3 separate regions of the Sus scrofa genome follow, and regions 2 and 3 are each linked to region 1. A link is a contact called in public Hi-C and HiChIP or PLAC-seq data. All regions are on one chromosome and are shown on one strand. The core of a region is the stretch at or near the end of the contact, and the rest is flanking DNA. Distances in the headings are between cores, read along the strand shown.

The links. Hi-C and Micro-C count contacts between places; a contact is called where the count stands out from the background. HiChIP or PLAC-seq counts read pairs in DNA pulled down with a chosen protein or histone mark.
Region 2: a contact with region 1 is called in an H3K27ac HiChIP or PLAC-seq map of skeletal muscle. The contact joins the enhancer-like site here to the promoter of LOC110260611 in region 1. A contact is called at or near these places in 15 of 47 Hi-C or Micro-C datasets (alveolar macrophages, blood, brain and 10 more) and 2 of 2 datasets of contacts at active chromatin or transcription factors (alveolar macrophages and skeletal muscle).
Region 3: a Hi-C map of alveolar macrophages shows a contact between it and region 1, with 2.1 times the contacts expected there. The contact joins the enhancer-like site here to the promoter of LOC110260611 in region 1. A contact is called at or near these places in 4 of 47 Hi-C or Micro-C datasets (alveolar macrophages, embryonic fibroblasts, fetal heart ventricle and 1 more) and 2 of 2 datasets of contacts at active chromatin or transcription factors (alveolar macrophages and skeletal muscle).

Annotation. Positions count from the first base shown.
Region 1 is chr5:3,432,700-3,436,516 of Sscrofa11.1, forward strand. It overlaps LOC110260611, which reads right to left and starts at 2,215. Exons shown (of 8, transcript XM_021091381.1): 1 at 2,097-2,215; 2 at 1,410-1,508. The coding sequence starts at 1,441.
Region 2 is chr5:3,495,281-3,499,097 of Sscrofa11.1, forward strand. No RefSeq gene overlaps it. Among named protein-coding and RNA genes, the nearest start is that of WNT7B, 24 kb to the right of the region's middle. Within about 2 kb of position 2,176, at least 46 of the 83 cell types and tissues checked have an H3K27ac peak or open chromatin away from gene starts, as enhancers often do. A contact at or near this core is called in alveolar macrophages, brain, fetal skeletal muscle and 6 more, where this site is marked.
Region 3 is chr5:3,389,909-3,393,725 of Sscrofa11.1, forward strand. No RefSeq gene overlaps it. Among named protein-coding and RNA genes, the nearest start is that of PPARA, 71 kb to the left of the region's middle. Within about 2 kb of position 2,138, at least 49 of the 83 cell types and tissues checked have an H3K27ac peak or open chromatin away from gene starts, as enhancers often do. A contact at or near this core is called in alveolar macrophages and embryonic fibroblasts, where this site is marked.

The sequences.
Region 1 (3,817 bases), core at 965-3,464:
CTCCTAAGACCCTGTCCCCTACTTGGCACATTCCTTCTATGAAATCCAGCGATAAAGAACAGAAGGGCACCAGTTTCATTTTCAGAACCTCGCTCTTGTGTGCAGCTCCTCAAAAATAAATTCAGCCCAGACGAGAGCTCCCAACACAAGCAGAAGCCCCTGGCCGGACCCACGTCCCCATGGGGAGTCTCTAGTAGAACTGGGCTGCTCTCAGGACAGGGACAAAGGCAGGACAGGGCAGCCTGGTGCCAAGGCAGGGCCTCTCTCGGTGCGGCCAGCTCCACTGTTTGCAGTGGACGCTCAGCGCCATCACAGACCCGGTGGGGCAGGGCACGGGGGGCGGGGGGGGGGCAGGAGAGGGGCCTCCGGAGCCGTGGCAAATAGCAGCCCCCGCTAAGTGGCCCTGGGGGTGGGGAAGGCCTCCTCGGATGCTCAGGCCTTTCCCAGCTCCCAGTGTCTGGCCGGTAGGCCCGTGGAGAGGGTGTAAGCCATGCCCCTTGTTTCGGGGTGAATCGTGGGGAGCTCCACCAGTCTGAGCAGGATGCCACACCATCCCTGCCTGTGGTGCCATACGTCACAGGTCACCTGTGGACCCGGGAAAACGTCTCCTGCATTTTACAGGCAAGGCCCTGGCGGAACTTGGGCTTTTGAAAATGACTCACCCCGTCACGGCCGATGCCACGGCAAGCAGCGGCTCCCGGCTGGAGCGGCGCCCCTTCGGCAGCTGCGCCCCCGCTTCCGAGATCACTCCTGAATGTCCCACCCCGGGGGTTTCATGTCTGCTCACTGCCTCTGATAAAGTCATAACTACAAATCCCAAACGGGGGACAGGGGAGGGGGGGGGTGTGCGTGTGTGTGATGGCCTCGCAAAAAATACGGCGAGGAACGCATGACCGGAGGAAGCCAACTTTGAGCCTCCGGGTGGGGGCCGGTGGGCAAAGACCTCATCGGAATGGTCTCCTGCTTCCTCTGGCTTCTGGCCCCAGATCTGGAAACCCGGGGAAAGGGAGGCTTGAGGCAGGCCTGGGCGACTCGGGCCTCTGTCCACGTTCCCGGAAACACAGCCTCCAAGTGCCAGCTCACAGCTCTGGGGTGTTATGGAAACAGGCTCCCCTCCCCATTATTTTGTGGTCAAAGCACGCAGCAAGGTTATCCAAACCACATCAATACGATGAGGGAGCGGAAAGGGGAAATCACACCTGCGAGACGGTCATATTAAAAAGCGGGCTTAATCCCCTCCTGTTACGGGTTTCATTTTAACAGGACAGGTACACGCAGGTTCAAACATGCATTTTAAAATCCCCAATAACTAGAACCAACGAACTAAAATAAAACGAACACAGTGCTGGCCTACAGAGACCACCATGGCCTCTGAAACCCAACTTTGAAGAAATTAATTTCAGTGTTACCTTAAAACCCTGTAATTACGGCAAACGTGCATTCCTTCACCCCTTTCTTGCTCCCCACAAATTCCCCAGGGCTGCCGGCTGGGCCCGTGTGTCAGCCACCTATAAAGGGGAATTTATTATGAAAAGTTATGAGATGTCTTTCATTTTATGCCACCATAAACAACCGCTTCCACATTCGGAGCTTTATGCCACCAGCCCGAAAGGCCGAAGCTGGACCCAGGGCTGCCCGAAGCCAGCTCTCCATAAACGCCTGACCAGCAAGAAAAAAAAAAAAAAGCAGCACTGCTGGTTTAGGAAGTGAATGCAAGATTTCAATTTTTCAAGGAAGGATGGTAGCTTCCGAATACCCCTTCCCAGCCCATCTAATCTCAAAACAGACGTCTTCTGGTTTCCTTCTCTTCCACTCGGGCGCCTGCTAAGGCTCTCTTCCATGTTCAACAAAATTCTCTCTGGCAAATGGTCTGCACACCTGAGACTGGAAGCCGTTATTCCCCAAATTCCAAGTTCCACAATTGTAAGGCCGGCCATGGAGTTCCTGCAAGCTGGTGTGGCTTCAGGTTCAAGAACAGCCTCCTTCCCCGGTCCCCTGGTCTGTGGAAGGCCTGCCCTACAGAAGGGCTCCTCTTAGAAATCCCGTCATTAATATTTAAATATTCACTAAGTAGCGAAAGTGAGAAATGCACTTACCGTCCTCAAGAGTCGCCTTGAACCCGATCGAGACTGGGGCGCGCTGGTCGACTGCTCTGCCCTTGTCGGAGGAACGCGCGCGGACGCGGCCAGCGCTGCGCTGTCGTGCTCGCGGCTGCACAGGCCCTCGGCCACCGGTCTGAGTCCTGGGTTCCGAATGATTCTCTCCTTCACGTGTCGAAAGGGCAGAGAGCAAAAGCAGTGCCACCTCCCGTAACTCTTCGGAGGGCGAGACAGCTCCTGGACCGCCAGGGCGAAGCGCACGGCCAGGCCCCACTGTCCTGGTCCCGCACCGCGCCTCCGACCGCGCGGCTCGTCTTCTCCAGGCTCCGGCTTCCCTTGACTGAACGACCGGACCTCCCCGCTGAGTGGCCCGCAGGGCACTGCCTCCACGTCCGCGACCTGCGCCGCGAGGGACCTTTGTCCCAGACGAAAACGAAAGCGCGCGGGGCCAGGGGCGCCCACGCCCTGCCGCGGAGGTCTGCGCCGGCGCGCCCCGAGACTTTCTCCAAGTTCACGTGCATCCCGGGGCGGCAGGGCGTGCGCCGCGGGCCCGAACTTCCAGCGGCCGGCCGTCGGGCGCGCTGCGGGGCGCAGGCGGTCACAGGACGGCGGAGCGGCGCGGGCCTGGGGCACAATGGGAGCCGCCGGGTGGGCGGACGGGCGGACGGGCGGGCGAGCGCGGGGACGGCGCGGGCCCGGCCTCTGCGCGGCCGCTCGTCTAGCGCGGCCGGGGCGCCGAATGCGGCGGCGACGGCTGGGCACAGACGCGCCGCGCGCCCGGTGCATGCTAATGGCCGGCGGCCGCGCCATGAATTATTCAGCAGCGGCGCGGAGAGGGCGAGCGCGGCGCGGAGGGCGGCCCGGCCCGCGTGTCCCCCGCCGCTGCGAAGCCGCCGCGGCGACTTCCCAAACTTTCCCCGGTCGGCACCGAGGATGCGGCCCCCGCGGCGCCTCCGTCCCCGCCCGAGCGCGCCGGCCGCGCTTCCCCCGTTGCCGCCTATTTTATGTCTTTTGTCTCGGAGTTGGCACCTGTCCCAGAGAGCGCGTTTCCCTGCCCACCCCTTCGCCGCCGGATCAGGCCGGGGGAGGGGGTACGGGGGACCTGGAGAGGAGGGGACAGGGAGGAGGGGGAGCAAGGCGCCTACGGCCCCGCAGTCCGGGGAGACCGCCCGGGGGCGGCGGCCGCGCCGCGCTCCCGGGCGCCCCTGTTCCGCGGGGAGGTCAGGGCTTCTGCTGTGCCCGGAATACCAACAAGGCCTCCCGGGGCCCCCGGCGGTGCCCGCTGCGGGCGAGGACCGGGCGCGGCCCCTCCTCGACTCCCCCCCCCCCCCGCGCCTCCGCCGCGCACCCTCCTCCCGGGGCGGGCGCGCGCGGGCGGGGCGGGAGGCGCGAGCAGCGGATTCGCCGCCCGGGCCCCGCGCCTCGCCCCGCAGCCCCGCGTGCGCGCCCCCGCGGGCACGCCGCCCCAGGCGCTCCCCCGCCCGCGCGGTCCCGCCAGCTTGCCCGCGCCGGGCAGGGGGCACCGCGCCGCGGGGACTCATCAGCCTTCTGCTTCGCGCCCTGCAGCCCGCACGGCCCGGCCCCGGCCCCGGCCCGCCCCCGCCGCCCTGGCACCGAGGCGGCTGCCGGAGCGCGCTCGGCGGCTGCGCTCCGAGGCGCCGGCTGCCATGATTGCGGGCAGCGGGGCGCGCGCGCGCACGCTCGGGCCCGGCTTGGGG
Region 2 (3,817 bases), core at 926-3,425, 63 kb after region 1:
GTGGTACTGGTGCCGGCCCATAGGCTTCTGACAAGAGCCTGTCTGCCTGCACCTCCAGTTCTCTGTTCTGTGTAGTTTCTGGAGTCCTTCCAAGCCTTCTCTGGGGTAGGCAGACATGGTCAGCCCATTTCACAGGTGAGAAAACAGGCTCTGAGAGGTTTCTCTGGGATCTTGGCTGGGTGGGAGGGCTCAGAGCAGGGCCGGGGGCTCCTGTGGTCTGCCCCACACCCCCATCCCTTGGGACCTGCCTCAGGTGGGGCAGGAAGCCCTTCCCTCTGTCCCCAGCACCCCACTGCCCTCGCCCTCCCCCACCCCCCTCGGTTCTGACCACATGGCCCAGAAAGGCCCAATCAGAGCCAGCTGCAGGCAGCCAGGCCTCTGGTTGAGATCAGCGGGTAGCAGGGAGCATGCTCACATGCCCACTCATGCCCCGTTCTCCCAGTGGCCGCAGGAAGGGGAGGGGTGCTGGGCTGGAGGGAAACTGAGGCCCGGAAATGGAGAGGCCTTGGCTTCTGCTTCTAGCCCGGGCCCGGCCAGCCGTTCGGATCTGGCTCTCAAAAGCCATCCTCTGGTCGCTGGGGAGCCAGCCGGCCAGGGCCCATGCCCTGCTGCCTGCCTGCTCCAGCCTAGCCCGGTCTCCCCGAAAAGCTGACAAAAGCCAGCTGCCCTCCCAGGGGTCGCTCGGCAGGCAGACACCCGGAGGCGTGATGCCTGCCCTGCTCTGGCACGGGCGGGAGGCTGCCAGGGGGGCCCTTGGAAATCTCCTTCCACTCCCACTCCCAGGGGCTCTGCAGCTCTTTCCGGAATGGCTTCCCGATGAGGTAATGCCGCTTGGAGCGAGGGAGGAGGCCACGGGAAACGCTGCTGGCCTGGCCCCAGTTCGCCTGGAAGGTGGCTGCTCGCGGCCTCCGGGCCTGCCCGCCCTGAGCTGCCAAGCAGGGAGAGGACGCCGGGCCCGGGAGCTTGGCAGCTCGCTCTGGGGCACCAGGGGGGACCTCAGGCATCCGCCCATCTCCTGGCCCCGACCGTGTGGCCCCCAGACCCAGCCTTGGCCGCATCCTCACTCTGAGCCTGAATCCCTGGGCCCAGGGCCGGGTGGGAGTGGATGCTGGGCCGCGAGGGAGGCCCCGCAGGGCCGTCGGCTCCGGGAACCGCTCTGCTTGCTCGCTCCGACCTGCCAAGCTGCTTATTCCTGGAACACGAATCTTTTCCGGCCACAGAGCTGAGAGCTCGAGGCCGCCCGCCTTCCTGTGCCGGGGCCAGACGGAAACGCCAGGCTGGCGGCTGCGGAGCACAGGGTGGCTAGGGCTGTCCGCCTGCGACCCCCTCAGGCCGCCTCTGGCTCCCTGCGAGGCCGGGGCCCCCTTCCCTAGAAAGCCTGGCACCTCTCCCTTCCTGGGGGCTCTCATCAGGCTCCCCTGCAGGTGGAACCTGCCCAGGGGGAGCCAGAGAGAGATGGGAACAGAGCAGGGAAGTGGCCCAAGGAGCGACTCACCTCCCTCCCCACGGCCCTGCGCTGCTGGGTGGCAGAGGCCACAGGAGCCAGCAGGACCCAGCAGCCCTGGGACCTCCCAGGGGGCGGAAGGCACTAAGGTGTGAAATTGCCCTGGCACAGCAGCCCCACGAGGCCTCATCGCGTCCTCCCTGGGACCTGGGAGCCAGAGAAGGGTCACGTCCTCAGAGGTTGGGCCCGGTAGGAGGCCACGGGATGCTGGTGGTTGTGCCCAGGGAGCAGGGCAGGCCTTGGCTTCTGCAGGCCCGGCTGGCTCCTGTCTGCTGGCTCCTGGCTGGGCCTCCATTTCCCCATCTGCAGACGGGAGGCGGTGGGGGGTGGGGCTCAGCAGGCCGCCGGGAGCCCCCCAGGCCTGACGGCCCAGGACCAGGACCGCAGCTGTGTGGGGCAAGCCTCTCTCTGGGCCTCGCCTTGAATTTCGGGTTGGAAGAGACCCAGAGACGGCAGGGCAGCGCCCCATGCACAGAGGAAGGCCTGGCAGGCCCGGGTCGTGCGGGAGTTAGCCGCCGGGCCAGGATCCTAGCCCAGACTCCTCTGCTGGCCCCGAGTGACCCAGCTGGGCCTCCTAGGGCTCCCACCCGCTTTCCCTGCACAAAGCACCAGCCCCTGCGCTGGGAGGGCCACCTCCAGCTCCCCGGGTTGGAACTGCTCCCCTCTGCTGCCCTCTGGTGGCTGAAGGGACACATGGCGGCCCAATCCCCAAATCCCTGGCACTGTGGGGCCAGGCACGGACAGACCCAGGGACACCCACAAATGTGGGTACCCACAAGCTGGCACGCCCACAGAGACACATGTGCCCTCACTCGGAGCCCTGCTAAGAGCATCACCTGTGTTATCAACCACCTCGGTTATTTCACTGATTCTTCCTATTTTCCCATGGACCCGGCTTTTTTAAGAGTCCCCTTTGCAGATGGAGACTCTAAGGTTCTGGGAGTCAGTGGGCCCGATGGGTGGGCCCTGTGGCTGGTGATGTTTGCCATCGGACACCTGGAGTGGAAAAGCCCAATCAGCAGCCACGGGGCCTTGAGGCTGGGGGAGGGGGGAGGGGAGGGGAGGCTGGGCTCACTGTTCTATGGGGGTGGGATGCCCTGATAGAGGAAGAGAAGGGCCCGGGTCATGGGAACAGGAAGGTGTGTGTCTGGGACACTCTCCCGGGGCTCCGGGTGCAGGGCCAGGAGTGTGGTGGTGCCACCATCCTGAGGCCTCCAGCCTTGGGGGCCAAGGGGAGACACGTCCCACAACCACACCTGGAGTCCCCAGAGCCATCAGCACCATCTGCTCTGGCTTTTAGCCTTCAGGGCCAGGCTCTGCACTCACTGAGTCCCCACCCAGGGTCAGCTCTCAGCCCAGGGGCTGCACGCCCCTCCCCCAGGCCTGTCCTGGTCACCCAGGGCTTTCGTGGGGGAGGGAGATGCGCTCAGAGAGGTCCAGAAACCTGCCTGAGGCCACATGGTGGCTGTAGCGGTGGGCTCTGTAAGGCCCGCATTTCTTTCTTTCTTTCTTTCTTTCTTTCTTTCTTTCTTTCTTTCTTTCTTTCTTTCTTTCTTTCTTTCTTTCTTTCTTTTTTAAAGCTTTTTAGGGCCGCACCTGCCGCATATGGAGGTTCCCAGGCTAGGGGTTGAATCTGAGCTTCAGCTGCCAGCCTACACCATGGCCGCAGCAATGCAGGATCTGAGCCTCATCTGCGACCTACACTACAGCTCACGGCAATGCCGGATCCTTAACCCACAGAGCAAGGACAGGGATCGAACCTGCAACCTGCAACCTGCAACCTGAGATTGTTTTCACTGCGCCGTGACGGAATGCCTTTCAATTTTTTTCTTTTTTTTAAGGCCCACCTTTCTGAGAGCATCATCAGGATGGGAGCTGGGAGGGCTGATGGGTGAGCAGCTAAGACGGTGCTGGGGGCCCCCTCTCTGCAGGGCCTTGCTCACGGGGGCGCCCCTCTGCCTGATAACGTCTAACATCCTTATTGGGGTCTTCAGCCAGGTTCCAGGCCTGCCCACCCCCGGTCCCCGGGCCCTGCCTGGACCCCGTGACAGTGAGCATGATGCTGGCGCCAGGCTGGGCACAAGACAGGGACCCAGCAGAGCCAGATGGTTTCAGGGTGGGAAGAGCCATCATCCACTGAGCCCAAGAGTCAACTCTGGCCCCTGGGGAAGCTGAGGCCCGGGTCGAGGAAGGGCTCGACCAGGCCCAGTATGGGTGGGACCAGAGTCGGGATCCAGGGGGTTCCCTTCAGGCCCCATGTCTGTGGAACGGAGTCCCAGGGGCACAGTGGGGACAGAGGACAGGTGGCATCTC
Region 3 (3,817 bases), core at 888-3,387, 43 kb before region 1:
GGGGCTCCTGACAATGATCCAGTGCCCATTTCTCTGCTTGTGCTCAGGGCCCCTGGCGGGTAGCTGGGCTAAAGAGGCTCAGGGTGTGTGTGGACCTGGCCCAGCCTGGCGGGGATTCAAGTCACAGCTGGACTTGTGCAGATCCCTGCTCGTGGGTCTGGTCTCTCTACTTTGGCCAAGCCAAGACACCCCTGCTGGTCCCAGTGCCCCTCTCAGAGCCCACTCTTGGCTGAGATCCTGCTGGGAAACAGCTCCTGGCTGGTGAGTGCTGGTGAACGGGAGGCCCGCTGGCTGGGCCCCCAGCCTGCCTGGTGCCTGGGTGCCCACCTTACAAGAGGAAAGCGGCTGCTGCCCTCCCATCAGGACCAGCACCCCCCTCCCCCCCAGAACAGAAGCACCAGAAGCTGCTTATCGCTTCCTGTCCCGCCTGGGGACTTCTTAGAGCACCACGGCTCCATGCCCAGCTCCAGACCCTCTCCTGGGACCCAGCTGGGCCTAGGGACCTGGGCGCCCCATGGTTCCCTCAACTGCTACCCAGCCAGGCCTGATTCCCATGGGGCAGGGTGTGAGGAGTGCCTGACCCTGAGGTCCAGGGATGCCCAGGGTCTCTCTTGAGTGCCCCTGGGCAAGGGGGTGTAGGAAGGGTGGGGACACAGGCCTGGCTTCCTGCAGGTGGGCCTCCCACCCCTAAGAGGCCCTAAGGTCAGCTCCTAGAGGCATGGCCCAGACCTCACCTGCTCGGGGCTCTTAGGGTTAGGCCTGACCCCTGTTTCAGTAGCTGTCCACTCATCAGCCCGGGCAGCTGGGCCTCCTCTTCCACCCCCCATCTCTGCCTGAGTCAATGCCCAGATGCCTTTGGTGTCACTTCCCAGTGTTTCTCGAACCTGCACACTTCAGGGCCCTCCTGAGTTACCCACTACCGTGGTCCAGGCACATCTGCTTTGGCCCGAGCCCAGTGGCCACCACCTCTCAGGTCCCTCCACTTACACAAGGCCCTCTCCTCTCATGGCAGCCAGAGGGACCTTGGGCAAACGCAGAGTGGCTGGGCCATGCTCCAGTCCTGTGGGAAAGCCACTGGTGTGACTTGCCCAGGCCTATCTGGGAAACTGAGTTAAATTAAGTCAAAGAAGTCTCCTTAGGTTTGAACATTAAAGGCTTGTCAGAGCCTTTAATGGGCTCACCACAGCATGACTCCAAAGAGGACACTGTGGGCAGCAGCTCTGGTCAAATTCATCCAGGGGGACCTCTGAGTCCACGTGCATCTCATGGCCTTTTCAGGGAACAGTCACCCCCTCCTCAGCCTGGGTCCTTAGGGTTCCCAGGTACCGGCCGCCAGCCTCACAGGGCCTCACCTGCCAGTTTCCGCATGGCTCTGGGCCACCACACCAGAGTCTGTGCTCCCTCTAATTGCACATTTAGTGGGCATTTATTATTTTTTTTATTATTTGCATTTTTAGGGCTGCACCCACAGCATATGAAATTCCCAGGCTAGGGGTCAAATCGGAGGCGCAGCTGCAGGCCTACACCGCAGCTGCTGGCCTATACTGCAGCCACAGCAATGCTGGATCCCAGCTGCCTCTGTGACCCACACTGCAGGTTGCCACAATGCCGGATCCCAGACCCACTGAGCAAGGTCAGGGATTGAATCCACATCTTCACAGATCCTAGTCGGGTTCCTTACCCCTGAGCCACAAGGGGAACTCCCAGTGGGCACGAGGCATCGGGCTAGGTGCTGGGGACACTGAGGAAAGAGTACACGTCCCTGGAGCTCAGAGCCTGCGGGGGGTAATGGACCACGCCAGGGCAGATAAGGAACACGGGAGTTGGTGGGGCGGGGGGCGCGGGGCCGAAAGACCAAGCAGCCCTGGCAGCCCCAGCGGCCTGGAGCATCAGCCGGGCCTGAGCGTCCTCCCTGGACGCGAAAGGTTTCACAGCACCAGCACCCCTCAGCAACCGCGGCACCCAGATGACAGCATGGATATCGCCCCGGCCGCAAAAATGTTCAAACCTCCCTCCGCCTTCCCGGCCACAGGAGGGACCGACCGCCAATTCCCCCGTGAGTCACGGCCCACGCGGGCTCCAGGCTCCCCCGCTGCGCTCGGAGTTTATTAAGTCGCCCGTCGTAGGCCACGCCCCTCCCCGAGAGCATCCAATCGGAGCACGCGGCCTCCTGAGACCCGCCCAGCCCCGGCGCACCTACTGCCCGACGCGCCGGCGCTCGCTCTGGTTACAAGGACCAAAGAAGCCCTCGTTCCGCCGCGGGGGCGTCGCAGTTTCCTTTGGCTGGAGGGTTAGGACAGCTCAACCGAGGCCCCAGGCAAGGTCATGAACGCGGCGCCTTGGAGCCGCGCTGGCTCCTCATCTCGCCGAGTCTGCCTGCGCGGCCCGCCTGGCCCGTGTTTGTGGGCCTCGGACCCGACATTCCCTGCAAGGGCCAGTCTTCTTGTCCTCGGCCTGGGCAAGGAGTTGGGCTCAGAAAGGGCCAGGGGTTTCCCTGAGGTCACACTGCTGGTGTGTGGCTGAGCCGGGGCCTTCCGCCCGGTGGTCTCCTGTTCCTGGGTTCCTTCTGGGGCACCCTGACCCCTCCCCAGCGTCTCACGGCTGCTGGGGCGAATATCTGTGGGTCAGGGGACCTACTGGATGCTGGCCTCCCTACCCTCAGCCTCCCCCGGGCTGGGGCACATGGGCTCCTGGAGGATGCCTCCCTCTGGGGGTGACCACAGACCACCTGCTGGGCAGCTCCCCCAGTCCCCAGCTCCCACAAGGGCCCCTGCTGAGCCCGGCCGGGAGCCTCAGACCCCCCTGGTGGTGGGCCCTCTGGCTGGCCCCCGGGCATTGGGGGTCCTGGGCCTCCCTCCGGTGACCCCTGCAGACAGGGCCTTCCTTGCTCCTGGCCCTGCCACCCCCCACCTGCCCCCCCACTCTGGGCACATCCCCAGCCGCTGAGAAGGGGTTCCACTCGCTCCTGCCCGGTCCCACCTGCTGAACCCAAGGCTTCTGGTCCAGGAAGAGTCATCCCTTTCCAAGGCCTTGGGTCCAGGCCAGCGGACCGCTCTAGGCAGGGCTTGGCGGCCCACCGCTCCCGGCTGCCACTGCCTCCTGCTGCCACACGGTGTCGCTGTTGGGAAAGGCACAGCCTGATGGCAGGGGCCGCCCAGCTGGCGGTGGTCCAGGCCCCCTTCTGGCTGGCCAGGAAGAGGGGGAACTAGAGGGATGACAGCAGGGCTGGGCCCAGCGCCAGTGAGGCGCCCAGGACACGGAACTGAAGGAGGCGCTCACCCTCTCAGGGCAACAGGGCAGCCGTCACTCTGACAGGTGGGGCCAGGGCCAACAGGGTGGGGTGGGGCACTCTGCCTTCCCGGTGCTTCCTCCATAAAACACCTTACAGAACGTGCTTTATGACTGGGTGGTGTAAAGGTGAATATAATGCAAGCCGGGTTCATTGTTATAGGTACCATATGTTCTGTTGTGTGTGTTATTATATACATTGCTATACATATTGTATATTGTGTGTCACATATATTTAATATTGTATTCTTTTTTCCTTCAGAGTTTGAAAGGACTTTAAAGTGTTTTGTGGGCCCCTAATGGTATGTGGGCCCTGGCTCTGTGCCCACCGTGCTGATAGACAGGCTGGCAGTGCCCTGTGAGGGCCCCCAGAGATGCTGGGCCTTTGCCACCTCAACCTGAGTCCTAGACCTGGGTGACGGTTCCATCACTCGCGCTCATGTGGCCAGTTGGGCCCTGGCTTGGCTCCAGGCTGTAGTGTCTAAATGCTGGACTGGCTCTGCCACCCCTCCTGGGGTCCAAGGTCAGA